2 separate regions of the Arachis hypogaea genome follow, and region 2 is linked to region 1. The links are chromatin contacts, called in public Hi-C maps. All regions are on one chromosome and are shown on one strand. Each heading gives the region's core, a stretch centred on a gene start, on an enhancer-like site or on the middle of the called end of the contact. The rest is flanking DNA. Distances are from core to core; before and after follow the strand shown.

What was found. A called contact is a pair of places that touch in the nucleus more often than the background predicts.
Region 2: a contact with region 1 is called in a Hi-C map of leaf, with 3 times the contacts expected there. The contact joins the enhancer-like site here to the promoter of LOC112717959 in region 1. A contact is called at or near these places in 4 of 8 Hi-C or Micro-C datasets (all in leaf).

The regions. Positions count from the first base shown.
Region 1 is chr10:110,991,865-110,999,407 of arahy.Tifrunner.gnm2.J5K5, reverse strand. LOC112717959 reads left to right here and starts at 2,584. Exons shown (of 22, transcript XM_072204317.1): 1 at 2,584-2,867; 2 at 3,121-3,392; 3 at 3,593-3,816; 4 at 5,272-5,539; 5 at 5,653-5,752; 6 at 6,206-6,327; 7 at 6,432-6,516; 8 at 6,600-6,711; 9 at 6,845-6,999; 10 at 7,100-7,193. The coding sequence starts at 2,584.
Region 2 is chr10:111,038,221-111,045,763 of arahy.Tifrunner.gnm2.J5K5, reverse strand. LOC112716562 (ABC transporter G family member 22) reads right to left here and starts at 6,496. Exons shown (of 11, transcript XM_025768485.3): 1 at 6,334-6,496; 2 at 5,900-6,240; 3 at 2,045-2,115; 4 at 1,172-1,410; 5 at 881-1,036; 6 at 612-795; 7 at 203-514; 8 at 1-55. The coding sequence starts at 6,236. Within about 2 kb of position 2,528, at least 2 of the 3 cell types and tissues checked have open chromatin away from gene starts, as enhancers often do.

The sequences.
Region 1 (7,543 bases), core at 1,335-3,834:
CTTATTATATCAAAAAAACTTTTATACATAAAATTTATCTATATAGTTTTGTTTAATTTATATAAAAAATAATTTGCAAACGTGGAGCACAATGTATGTGGTACATCATTTACTCCTTCAATTGAAGAAGGTAACTCATGTAATTTTTTTCATTTAATTTATGAAATTAAATTATTAATATTTTATTATTACACAATCTTAAAATTGATACATATGCAGATACTTGGGATGCTAGTGATTTGGTTTATAATTGTGTTTATTGTAAAGCAACAATATGGGAAGGTGTGAGACTCTCAAAAAGTGTAAGAAACAAAATTGCAAAGTTTGGGTTATGTTGCATGGACGGAAAGGTTGAACACCCAAATCTTAAAGAAGTTCTTATTTGTCTTGAAGAGTTGCATTATAATGATAATGAAAAAGGAAAATACTTCCGGAGACACAAACGTAAGTTTAAGTCAATGTTCGCTTTCATATCGATGGCTGGAAAAATTAATCGTACCATCAATAATGGCTCAGCTCCACTTACATTTTCAATCAGTGGAAAAAATTACCATTCAATCGGTAGTTTACTTCGAGTTGAAAATGATAGGACCAAATTTTCCTAGCTTTATATTTATGATACAGAGAATGAAATCAAAAATCGAATATCTGCTGCGAGGTATATAATACATTGCATTTTTTTACGTTGACGAAATATTATTTCTCAATTCTTTTAAAAACAAGTTTTAATTTAATTTCTTTTAAAATTTATATCAATTCCGTTGATTTATCAAACGCTATTGAAAGACAAATTGTGCACGACTTGAAGGAAATGTTGGATAACCACAATGAACTGGTGAGGAGTTTTTGTTATGCTAGATAAAGGTTCAAGAATGAGAATCGTTCAGATATTAAGATGAACCTTATTTGAACAGGGTTAAGAATGGAAGACTCTACAATTTACCAACTGCTTAAGAGGTTGCTATTCTAATTGTTGGAGACATTAATGAATCTATTTTAGACAGCGAAATAATCATTGAGACCACTTTCAAGAAGTTACAAATGATTGACGTTCTTCACCCATTGTACTTGCCCCTTCAGTATCCCTTATTATTTTCGTATGGAGAAGACAGTCTTAGACTAGGAATTGAAACTTCTCTACGCCATGGAAGTAGTTCTTTATATAAGAGAAATAATATAAGCATGAAAGAGTTCTTCTTATATCGAATTCAGATGAGATTTGAATATTCTCCCATTTTGTTTTATTCTATAAGATTATTTCAGTAATTCTTGGTGGATGCTTACACTATGATAGAGTCTAAATGTCTTAGTTTTATATGGAACAACCAACCTAAATTGAGGGTTGATAAGTACAGCTCTCTACATGCATGAGTCATTGGTTAGAGGCGAAGCAAATGCTGTGGCTACTGATCAATGTATAATCTTTCCAAGTAGTTTCACTGGTGATCCAATATATACGTTTAATAATTGTAAAGATGCTTTTGTAATTTGCAAATATGCAAGATACCCAAGTTGTTTTGTCACAATAACATGCAATTCTGAATGGGATGAGATTAAATGTTTATTAAAGGACTCAGGTCTTAAAGCTGAAGATCGACCTGACATAGTGTCTAGGATCTTTCACATAAAGTTGAATGAGCTTATTATGGACTTTAAGCACGGGAGATTCTTTGGCAAGATATCTGCATGTGAGTAATACATTATTTAACTAAATTTCATCTAATATCTTTAACGCATTGTCCAATTTTTTGCAGATGTATGTATTGTAGAATTTCAGAAACGTGGCTTATCACATGCTCATATTCTATTGTTGGATCCAAATCACACACCTAAATCTCCATATGACATTGACAAGATGATCTGTGCTGAGATACCAGATAAGTTACGTAGACCTAAGCTCTATGCAGTAGTAGAGAAGTTCATGGTTTATGGACCATGTGGTCGTCATAATAAGAACAGTCCTTGCATGATCAATGATCGTTGCTCTAAATTTTACCCAAAACAATTTCAAAGAATGACTATCATTGATGAAGTTGGGTTCCCAAAGTATAAAAGGCTTGACAATGGGCGCACAATTTTAAAAAGGAGCGTAGTTCTTGACAATTCTTTCATTGTACCCTACAACACATCACTGCTGTTAAAGTATGGTTGTCACATTAATGTCGAGCATACATGTTAGACATCTGCAATAAAATATCTATTTAAGTATGTTCACAAGGGCAATGATAGGGTCACAGCTACTTTTTATCAATCAACAGGTGATGGTGATTGCCAACAGGTTGTTGATGAGATATGTAATTATGATTGTAGGTACATATCTGCCTGTGAGACTGCTTAGAGGGTATTTAGGTATGACATACAATAAAAAGAGCCTTTGGTAATTAGACTACCTTCCCATTTACCCAATAAACATCCAGTTGTCTTTAGGGATCATGAAAACATCATTGATGTCATAGAAATGGTGGATGGCAAGCTCACTAAATTGTTAGCATGGATGCTCGCTAATCAGTTGTTTCCTTTTGGCCGGTCTCTTACATACAGCCAATTCCCTAAGAAATTTGTATGGAAAGAGGACATATCAATATGGTCATGTGGATGCCAAGGAAGCAAGGGTTTTCAATTGGTAGGTTAACCCATGTGCCACATGGCAATGGAGAAGACTACTACCTCAAACTTCTCCTGAACATTCAGAAAGGGTGCCTGAGTTTCATCCATCTTCGAATAGTAGATGGTGTTGTGTATTCAATATTCAAGGAAGCGTGTTATGCTTTAGGTTTGTTGCAACGTGATAAAGAATTTATTGACGCTATGTTGGAAGCAAGCACGTGGGCTTCTGCAAGATACATTCGAGATCTATTTGTTGTTCTGTTACTATCAAACAATATCTCGAGTCCTATAAAGATTTGAGAACAGTGTTATCATATATTATCTGAAGACACCCTTTATTCTCACAAGAAGGCTATGCATTGCGAATGTTGTATCTTTAATTTTATTATATTATTATGTATATATATAACACCACAATAACAATAGTTGTAATGCAGAGTTACAACTTTCTGAAGAGCAAATTATTAATCTAACTCTTTTCAAGATTTAGGACAAATTACAAGTTAATGGTAGATCGTTTAAGGAGTATGATCAGTTGCTTCTCCCAACTATTGATGATCTAGAGGGCATAGATAATCCTCTAATAATGGATGAGATGAACTTTGATTTATCCCTGCTGAAGGAGGAGTTGGAGAATAATTTACACACCATGAATTTGGAGCAGCGTGAACCATTTGATAAGGTGATTAGTGCTGTAAATGATGATGTTGGAGGCTTTTTTTTGTATATGGATATGTTGGGATTGCATCCTTATTACTCCCCAATGACCGTACGATTCATTCAAGGTTTAAGATACCACTTGATCTAAATGAAGACTGTGTGTTATATCAAGCAACGTACTTCGTTAGCCAAGCTGGTATGTAAAGCGAAGTTAACATACCTGAAGACATCCTTATTCATGACAATGAAGATGGTTTCAATTCTTTAGTTAATTTTGTGTATCCAAATTTGTTTCTAAATTTAAACAATGAGTTGTACTTCACAGACAGAACAATACTTGTTCCTACACTTGAGATTGTCAACGATGTTAACAAGCACATAATGAAATCTTTAATTGGAGAGGAGAAGACCTACCTTAGCTCTGATTCATTGTGCGCAGGGGAAGGTAACATGGAATCTAAATTAGGTACAATTACTCCAAATGTTCTCAATGCTATAAATTGTTCAGACTTGCTGTCTCACCTGTTGACTCTTAAAGAAGGTATACCAGTAACGTTACTACGAAACATTGATTAATCAAATGGGCTATGCAATGACACAAGATTATATGTACACATATTAGGTTATCATGTTATTGAATGCATCGCATTAATAGGAAATAAAGCAGGTTGAGTGGTTTTGATACCACGGATGAACATGATACCCAATAATGCTACTATTCCTTTTAGGTTTTAAAGGAGACAATTTCCATTAGTTATTTTATTTTCTAAAACTATTAACAAGTCTCAGAGTCAAACTTTAACAACGGTGGGATTGTACTTGCCGAAACCTGTTTTTTTTCCACGATCAACTATATATTGCTTTGTGAAGGGTAAAATCAAAATCCGGTTTAAGGGTATTAATTGAGAATAATTCATTCAAGACAAAAGTTACAACCATCAATGTTATTTATAATAAGAACTTCAATGACCGTATATAATTCTAAAATTTTGTTGATAATCTTTATAGTAATACAAATAGGGAGCCAATTTGCTGACGTGGCGCTCATACGTTGAGTCTGGGAGTTTATTTGCTTACGTGTCGTGACTAGAAATTTTTAAATTTATATTTATAAATTATAAATTATTATTTGCTTAAGTTGTTTTTTTCAAATTTTAAGTTTGGGTTGTTTTACATAGGTTGTTATTTTTTAAATTTTAAATTATTTTATTTGTTTGGGTTATTTTAGTTAGGTTGTTATTTTTTAAATTTCAAATTATTTTATTTAAATTGTTATTTTTTTAATTTTATTTAGATTTTACTTAGGTTGTTCTTTTTTATATTATAACACTATTTTTTAAATATCTGTTAATTCTTTTTAGCATTATTTTTTAAAATTTTAATTTTTTTTTAAATTGCAGCTACATAAATTTTTTTAAAGAAATTTAGAGTTTTAAAAAAATTTACGTTAATTATTCTTCGATTGTTACGTACTAATATTATTATATTATTATATTATTATAAAAATTTACGTTATGTTAGAATTTTTAAATTATAATTTGTTTAAGTTGTTATTTTTAAAATTTAAGTTTTGGTTGTTTTATTTAGTTTGTTATTTTTTAAATTTTAAATTAAAGTCAATCAAATTTAAAAAATATTAGTTATGATGCAACTATAAAAGTATAAGTTACGAGAGATGTAAAGCACCACAATTTAAAGTACATCAATCCCTTTCTTTACATATATCTAAAATCTCTCTATTTATTCTAATGGCTGGTATTCACAAAATTACTGACATCAATCCTACAATCGACAATTTGTGTGTACGTATACGAGTGATACGGTTATGGACACTGCCAAGTTACGGAAATTCTCCATTGCCATACTCAATTGAGATGGTTTGGCTCGATGAAGACGTGAGTTTTCTACTAATGTTTTTTCTATTTTGTTTAAAATTTATATTATTTATATTTTAAATTTATTTGTTTATTCCCATCTAATCGTTTTTTTGTTCATTAATTCTAGGGAGGAAAAATACACGCAGTTAAGAAGGCTTTTGTATCTCGATTCGTGAATTTGCTGGAGGAAGGAATATCTTACCAAATAAGATATTTTGGTGTTGGACTCAATAAGGGTTACTTCAAGACTACACATCATGAATACGTGGTTAATTTAAACCAACGTACTGATGTGCACAGACTTCCAGAATCGTCGAGTATCCCACGATATGGATTTAAGTTTGTGAGTTTTGACACTCTCAATGCTCCTGGGTATGATTGCACCTATTTAGTTGGTAAGTTTATTATTTTAGAAAAAGTATAATTATTTATTTTATTGATAATTTATTCTGCGTTTTTTTTTAACAAATTTATTGACAATAATTTTTTTTATTTTAAATCATTTCAGATGTTGTTGGATATCTTGCTGGAATTGGGAATGAGAAGACTCTTGAAAAGGATGGCAATTCTACCAAATATACTGTTATCGAATTAGAGATTGATGATGGGTAATTATCTATTTATTTTTATAAATATACAAATTTTGCTAATCTCATCTTTTTAAATTATTATTTTAACTTATTTTATTATAAATATTTTTATTAATATTAATAAGTAACAAATGTATCTTAACTAACATTAAGCTTAGTTAAAATGTTTTAGATTCAAAGCCACCGTTTTTAAACGTCTAATTATTTAAATTTAATTTTTTTTAAAAAAAATCACTTCGGATTGATTTAAAAAAAAAGATTCAAATTTAAAAAAAAATAATAAAAAGCATTCTTTCCGCGGTTTATTTGTTACAAATTTAAAATAATTAATTAATTATTAATTTTTTAAATTGTATTTGATATTTTAATTTTATTATTAAATTTTAAATTTTAAAAATATAAAATATATATAATTTGATATTATTTTATTGGTAGTTACTTTTTTAACATTAAACATTCTATTTGATATAGAAAAATAATGGAGTGTGCATTTTTTGGCAACTATGCACATGAATTAAATGCTTTTCTGGGATCTGGCAATAAGGATGGAGCTGTTGTCGTCTTACAGTTTGTTAGAGTGAAGTTATTTAACGGTAATATTTATCCATATTTTTTTAACAATATATTTTTATATGTGAGCTTTTACTTATTGTTTATGTGAATTTTTACTCATTTTGTATTAAAATAAATTTTTCAGAAAAGATTGTTTTACAAAATTCCATGTATGGCACAAAGATGTTCTTCAATCTTGAAGATACAACTGTCATCCAATTTAAAAATAGGTGGGTATTTTCTTTTTAATTCTTTAGTTCCATACTACGTGTGTGTTATCTAACATAATTTTTTTTTAACTTTATTTATCAAGCTTTGTAAGATTTGAAGAATCTAGAGGTAACATCGGCGGAATTCCAAATGAGGCTGCATTCTTAAAAATTTATCAAGGCAAAACCATCGAGCAGTTAAAAGAATTCGAAACGGTAATTTTTTTTTTTTAAAATGGAGAAAAAAATAATTGAAATCCGTTGTACATAGATTATTTTTATTTATTCATCTTATTTATTTAAAAAATTCACCAAATTTAGGGAATTTAAATCATTATTTTTTTTTCAGAATTCTATTTGTATTGTCTTGGCTACTATAAGTCATATTATGGATACTCCAGACTGGTGGTACGGCCAATGTGAATGCAACAGGTCCACATATGCTTTTACAAAAACTTTCAAATGTTCAAGTTGTGGCCGTCTCCTTTTATTCATAACTCCAAGGTTATTTATTTATTTTTTTTAAATTAAAGTATATGCACATTGGATTAGATATTGAATAAGTCTATATTTAACTTTTTTTTTATGTTATTTTTTTAAGCAGATATCGAATAAAGCTTGGTGTCATTGATGATTCTGACTGTGCATGTTTTGTAGTCTTTGACAAGGAGGCAAAACAAGTTTTGGGAAAGAGCTGTGTAGAGATACTTGATCCACTCCTATTGGTAAGATCTAACCAATATTTATTTCTAAAAATATTAGTGAAGATATTTTTATTGGTAATTTTTATATTATTTATTATTAATATATTATGTAATACCCTGCAGAAAGGAGATCTATCGGATACACCTACACTTTTGCTCAACCTAATTGATAAGACCTTTCTCTTCATCGTTGAAGTTCAAATATCTGATAATCCACATTTTTCACCTTCTTATAAAGTTAAGAAGATGACTGATAATGTGGACCTCATAAATAAATTCAAAGAGGCTCACCCTATTCAAATTGTGAGTATAATTATAAGTGTATTTTCTATTAAAAATTAATT
Region 2 (7,543 bases), core at 1,279-3,778, 46 kb before region 1:
GTAGCTTTTTCTTTTCTGTTTCAGCAACTCTAGTCTCATACGCCTCCACTAGATACTGACAAAAAATTGTAAATACTGTAAGCAAACAAATACTAAAATAGGTACAATATTTCTGTCTTATCTCTCAATTTTCTGCGCTAAAACATTTACCAAACAGAATCTTACTTAAATGATATAAAATGGATAATGAGAAGTTAGCTACCTCTTGCACAAGTGCAGGTGATGGTTTCCCATTGCGAGTTTCAGCTTCTGACAAATTCCCCATTTGAACTTTATCCTCTAACTCTGATGGAACAGAAACATCATTTATGTTACCATTTGCAAGGTCAAGTAGAAACTCTGCTGGGTTCATGGTGATGAGAGGTGAACACCCTATGTACTGGAAGTAAGACATAGCTTCAGATGCTTTTCCAAAGTAAATCAAGCTCCCTTTTCCTAAAAGGATCAACTTATCAAATTTATGGAAGAGCCTGCTTGATGGTTGATGGATTGTTGTCACTACCGTTTTACCAGCCTGCAAGCAAGTATAGGAATGTGATGGATCCTACTTTCAATTTCTATGAATTGAAAAGGAAATGAATCAGAATGAGAATGAGAAAAAAGAAAAGTACCTCTGCTATGTGTTGTAGCATCTGAACAATCCTCAAGGCTGTTGTAGAATCGAGGCCAGAAGTTGGTTCATCAAGAAGAAGAAGAGAAGGGTTGATTATGATCTCATTGCCAATACAGACTCTCTTCCTCTCTCCCCCAGATACTCCTCGAACAAAGGATCCTCCTATCATAGTGTCTTGGCACCTGTTTCATGTATCATACTATTACTATTCCTATATTGTTGTGTATAGAATGATAATCAAGCTATTCATTATTTAGTTACTACTACCTTTCCAAACCAAGCTCATAGATGACATCTAAAGCACGTTGTTCCTTTTGCTCCTGAGTTAATGTATTTGGCAATCTTAGTCTGGCTGCATATGTCAATGTTTCTTTTACAGTTAGATGAGGAAACAGAACATCATCTTGTGTCACAAATCCAATCCTGCCACCACATGCATACAATCAAACATGTCAAATTTTCTAACGATTTTCAACTATCAAATTCATTTGAAGACATCTCCACGTGAGTTTTCTCCAAAATAGTATAAGAAAGTGAAGATAGGTGTTGGAATCTTACCTACTCTTGAGGAACTTAGAATAAGGCTGGTCATTGTAGGTGATAGATCCACCAACAGTGGGGTGATGAGTTATTCTTCCTCCAAGAAGATTCAGCAGTGATGTTTTTCCACTTCCTGAGGGTCCCATCAATGCCAAAACTTCCCCTGGACTCACACAACCAGTTATACCCTTCAGTATATCCTTCTCCTCACTTGTTGTCATTCCTTTCATCACTACCTTATATGTCACATCACTGAACTGCACATTTATCCCCATAATCACAATTTAACTCTTATTTACTAGTAACTAATTATTATTATTATTATATCAAGCATAAAATTAAGCTCAATGCACATATCTTATAAAGCCTCTCAAATCCAGAAGATGGTTTCCAAAGCCTCAACCTATGTCTTTCTTCAAGGGTATGACAAAATAAATTTACACTGATGCCCTGTATGTGTGTGTTAGTATAGGCATCATCATCAAAAAGAAAAAAAATGTAAAAATGAAAATAAAAAAGATTATGGTAGGTAATAATGTTATTATTAATTTTGGGTGAGAGGAGGGGTAGTCTTGTACATTGACATCACAAGAAATATGAAACATTGTACAAGACTGAACCTGATCATGCTTATATTGCTAGCTTATTGGTGGCGTTGATCAATGATTGCTATAATGAAGCTTCAATAATCGTTCCCTGCCCAAATACATATATAGCACCATATCAAACTCACGCTCTATTATTCATCAAGGTTTGGATACCGGTGCAGGCAGGGAATTGAATCAACAGCAACAAAAGCTTTTATTATTATTATTATTATTATTATTATTATTATTATTATTATTATTATTATTATTATTGTTATTTATATGTAAAAATAATATGTGGTACCTTTAGATATATTGGTAGAGTAAGATCCATTTGAAACTTTGGCTTATGAGTTCCAGCTTCAATATCTTCCGCTGCAATATACATTATATGCAACCTATTTTATATATAATTTTGGATTAAAATATATGTTTCCTCTTCAAAAGTAGAAGCCAATATATACTAGGCAGTTATTCTGTGTAGTTTATTACTTCATTTTTCTCTAACTATGTATATATATATTATATAGTGTAAAGAAAAATGATTGAAGGTGCAATGATATTCACAGCAGGTCTATCTGATCTATAAAGTCCAAATGAAAGAAAATTGATTGAGACCCTTAATAATAATAATTAATACTTTATGGTAAGTCAAACAGATTCCACTATATACGTTACAAAAAATCAAACTGAACTCTAATAAAGGGGCCCAAGATTGAAACAATATACTGTGCTTTTCCATAAAAAAACAATGAAGGAAGAGTCATCATATAGGTCCAGTTATGAAGTGCTACATCAAATTGTCGTCAATGATCATAGTCAACAAAGAAATATACATAAACCTAATGTATTGAACTCTCCTAGACTAAATTAAATAAAATAATTTTCGTGGTTAATTAGACCGACGTTACTATATGTTATTAATTATTATGATGAATTGGTGACTTGTGGGGACCATGAAGATTAGGCTTAGACACAAGTGGCTCATATGGAAAAGGACATTAGCACAGTAACATTAATTATACTTGTGTAGTTGTTCTGGACCGTTAATCACGGGTTTGTAGTTAAAGGTTTGTTGGTTTGTAGTTAGATAACTGAGACACATATTACATCCAAGACATAAATTTTTATTATAATTTTGCTTTTTCAAAATTTTTAAAATGTTACTTTCTACTCTTATAATCTTCATCATTAATCATAAAGATAGAATTAGTTTTTAATAACAAGTATATTTTTTTATAGGGGTGTTCATACATCGGATCTGATTCATATATCCGTAGTATTTATTCGAATTTTATCCGAAAATTACGGATATATCCGATCTGTAAAGCTATCGGATCAGATCCAATTCGCACACTAATAGAATCGGATTGCAAATTTTGTATAGGTATCTGCATATTTGATCTACATATCTGCATATCTACAAAAATAAAGAAATAAATAAATAAATATTTTTTTATATTTTATTTCAACTAATAATTATCATATATGTTGTATTATTTTAATTTATTATTTAAGAAAAGTATGTTTAATATTATTTTAAAAATAAACATATTTAAAAGAATAGAAAAAATGAATTTTATTGATATTTTTTAATAAAAATAAATTTTTAAAAATATTTTTGTATTTTATGAATATATCCAATATTCAATCCGATTCAATCCGCACATGTCCAAATTTAAAAACCACATATATTGAATAATTTTAATATGGATCGGATCGAAATTTTAACCATATCAAATTCAATCCGATACACGTTCACCTTATTCTTTATTAATATCTTAATAATTGAACACTCTACATGTATTTATATGTGCGTATTTTTTTATTATTATTTTAAGAAAATAAACAACACATCTTTAAAGTGCATAAGCCTTAATAGTAATGCCAAATAAGTATATAAAAAAATAGTAATGTCAGATACCAGCAGCTTGTAAGTTGTAACCCTTCCTAATTTCATCTATCACTAAGTCTTTAATCAAATCTCTTGTCCATGAGAAAATAAATATATGTAATTGGAGGAATAAAATAAGATAAAAACTAAAAAAAAGTACTAGTTAAAGTTTAAATATGTAAGAGAATACTGTGGTGTTTGATGTTTCCATAATAAGGATGAGTAGGGATGACCAAATTCAGTGGTAATCACGGAGCCGTACTAATTAGGGATTGTACTTACCTATTTTTGTTCTTTTTGCCGTTGTTATTTCTGTGTATAACAATAATGTAAGTTTTACTTGAAAAAATGTTTATTAAGTACTTAAACTGCAACGCCAATGGGGACCATTATTTAATTTGTCACACAATTTAAACAAATACTTAAACTGTAATTGATGTTGCTTGCTTGCTTAATAATATCTAAAAAGAAATCGATTAAAAATTAAGTATAATTAACATGTCATCAAACTAGATATTTATATCATATGGCTTTTAAATAATAATAATAATAATAATAATAATAAGGGATTAATTTTTTAATGATTTAAAGTAATAATAGATAATTGTGTGTGTATATAAAAAATATTTTATATACAAAATAATTCCTTGAAGAATAATTCTGTTGCTGAAGACTAACGTTAGGGAATCAATATTATAATAGTTAATTTCAACTAATATTATAATAGATTATTAAACAAATTTAATATGAAATTTATTAAATATGATTTTTTTGTTAAGTTTAAATTTAAAAATATTTTTTCTAATTAAATTTTATATGTTCTTATTTTTAAAAAATTTAAATGTTTTTTATATTAAATTAGTTCATTTATTTTGTCCTGAAATGATATTTAATTAGTTCATTTATTTTCCTTCCAAAAGTTCACTGTTTATAGGATGAAAGGAAAAGAAAAAGGTAGGAAAAAACTAATCAACATATATATCAGCGATGTAATAAAGAACACGAGAACTAAATATGCATTCATATATAATTATATATCATCAAATAATTTTTTTGGTGGCTTAATTTTTTTTTTTGGATGACATATATCATCAAATAATTAAACCCAGAATAATTTATTTATATATTTTATTACTTCGTGGTTCTAATAAGGACACAACATATATATTAAGTTCTAGAGCGTTCGTAACCTTTAATTCTTATTATTAAAAGACTGATGAAATCTGAGCCTCAATTCGAAACTCAATTAATGTAGTATATACTATCATATTCATACTCGTGAAACATCATTGAAAAAGGTACGTATAAGCCTTCACCCCCTAATAATTAATTAATTTGTACAGAAGCGCATGAGTAAATATAATAAAAAAAAAATCCAACGTGCATTTTGCTAATCACTATCTATACGCCTCTAGATAATTTGATTTGAAGTTTAATGAAAGATAAAATTGAATCTTTTTAAATCATATTGTCAATCGTATTTTTTAACAATTAAATTATGACGTTTTTTTTATATAATTTACTGCGTTCAAAAAATACAATTAACAAAGATAAAATATTTCCTAAAATGTTAATAATTATTATTTAAAAATATTTAATTTAATTTTTTTATTTTCTTTTATAAAATTATTAAGGTAAGTTAAAGTTGCCTTCCTATAAAAGACAAAATGTGAAAATAGTTAAATAACTTGACTATTTGACTAAACTTTTATTTGCTATATTCAGATGAATAATTTTGTAGTTACCAATTATTAATTATAGGTAAAAATTTACATGGAGTAATTTTTTTATATAAAATTAACAATTAAAAATTATTAAATAATTTAAAAAGTTTGAATAAATTATTATTTATTAATTATTAACTTCAGACTAAGAAAACTGTAAGTAAGTCTTCATCTTAATCCTGTGATATAAATGTATTTGATATTTGGATTGAGAGAAGAGAGGTATGAGTTATTTGAGAGGAAGATAGTTGTAAGTAAGTCTGTAGCTTTAACCATGTAATATAAATGTATTTAATATTTAGATTGAGAGAAGGGAATTAAGAGTTATTTGTGATGAAGATAGCTTTATGTAACACTGTGTGTCAATCACATAATATAAATGTATTTGATATATAAATTGAGAGAAGAGAATTATTGTGAGATATTTATGAGGTTGATAATTAAAAATAATTAAATAATTTAATATATTTAACTAGAATTTTCATCTTATTTTAATTATATAAAAAGCAAGTGGAAGAAGAAGTTGAAAGAAGAGGCTTACGAATATCATCATCGTCACTGAAGGGCTTGTAGTCGGAGATTTCATCATCAGGAGGAAGAGTGAAGCCAGTGAAGGAGAAAGACAGCCCCAAGCTCGCACTTGACGCTCTGCTAAGTGCCGCACCGCTGCTCACCTCATCCACCTCTATCTTCATCTGCGCGCTCCGAGACTTCCTTATGTGCGTCATCCTCCTGCTCGATTTCCGAGACAGGTTTCCTCCTCCACCACTCTCCGGCGATGATTTAATACTATTCGCCGCCGTCGCCGATTCCATCATCAATAGCTGATCCGATTTCGTTCTTGCTATTCCTGACGATGACGTGTTTCCATTCTCCATATCTCTATAATAAATTTAAACATTAAAATCATTTTTTACTGCAACTAACTGGAAAGTGGAAAAGAAGATAATCATTGAAAATTTGAAATTCTCTTACCCTTTCTTTCTTTCTTCGTTTCTTTTCTGTTTTGAGAGAAGACCATGCTCCAATAACAACTGAATAATTAGATCCACTACTCGCTCACGCTTTTTATAAAGGAAAGTTTGTTAAGACTTAAGACGTATGTTGAGCAAAGTTACCAAACCACCCCTTGATAAGTACTGGGACTCGTGGCCCTGCAAGTTATCTACATGAGGATGCATCGTGGACGTTTGTTGCATCAATACGGTTTTTCCGTACACGTGTCAAACATGTGAAGAATTATTACTCATTTAATATTTCCATGCAATTAATTATAATTAATAAATTGATTTCCGAGAATTTTGGAGGGACATTAGGTGACTATTAGCATGCATTATGACGTCACTGTTTGATCGAGATTCAAGGTGGTAAGCGCGTCAAAGCTTTTAGTATTAATGGTAGGTTTAACCTTATACGCGCGTGGCTATTCATCGCTGATGTGGCGGCTAATACGGACAAATTGAAGGTCATGCAAGTCTTTAAATAATGAAACCATGCATGCATTATTAGTTTTGGATAATTGATTGGAGTTACAGATATTTTTATTTTTAATTTTTATTTTATTATGGAACAATTAATATTTGTAATTTATACAATTTTAAATGTTCGAATATGATTATATGCAAAATAATTTTTGCTATAAAAAGAAAAAGCTTCGAGGGACTTGAGGCCAGTCATCTCATAAGCTTGCATCGCATGCTTTGGATCACATGTTAGCTACGGCCGAGGGAACCTAGCTAGGTTTTGGAATTTTGCATGCCAAAAAGATGTACGTTTTCATTTAATTTATTTCCTCTAAAATAACTAGAGCAATCAATACGCTAAAAAAAACCAAAATTTATAATAATTAACAAATATTAAATAAACTAAATTTTGATTATTTTTTATTTTTTTGTTATTAAATATTTTCGATATCCATAATGCAATATTTATGTGGTAGTTGTTTTATTATCGTAAATAGAAATGATTAACGCTAACGCAGGAAGGTGTCAACTGTGTATGTGTGCTATGGTCATCTTTGACGTGCTGCGATCCCTATCATTTTCTCACCATTTGAAGTACTCATCAATTCATCACTTGTGACATTTATTGTATGTGTTGTTAGCTTCGCGAGATTTCTTCTAATCTAGCTTGAAATATGTATACATGTAATTTGCTAAGCTAGCCACTTTAATTTGCACAAATC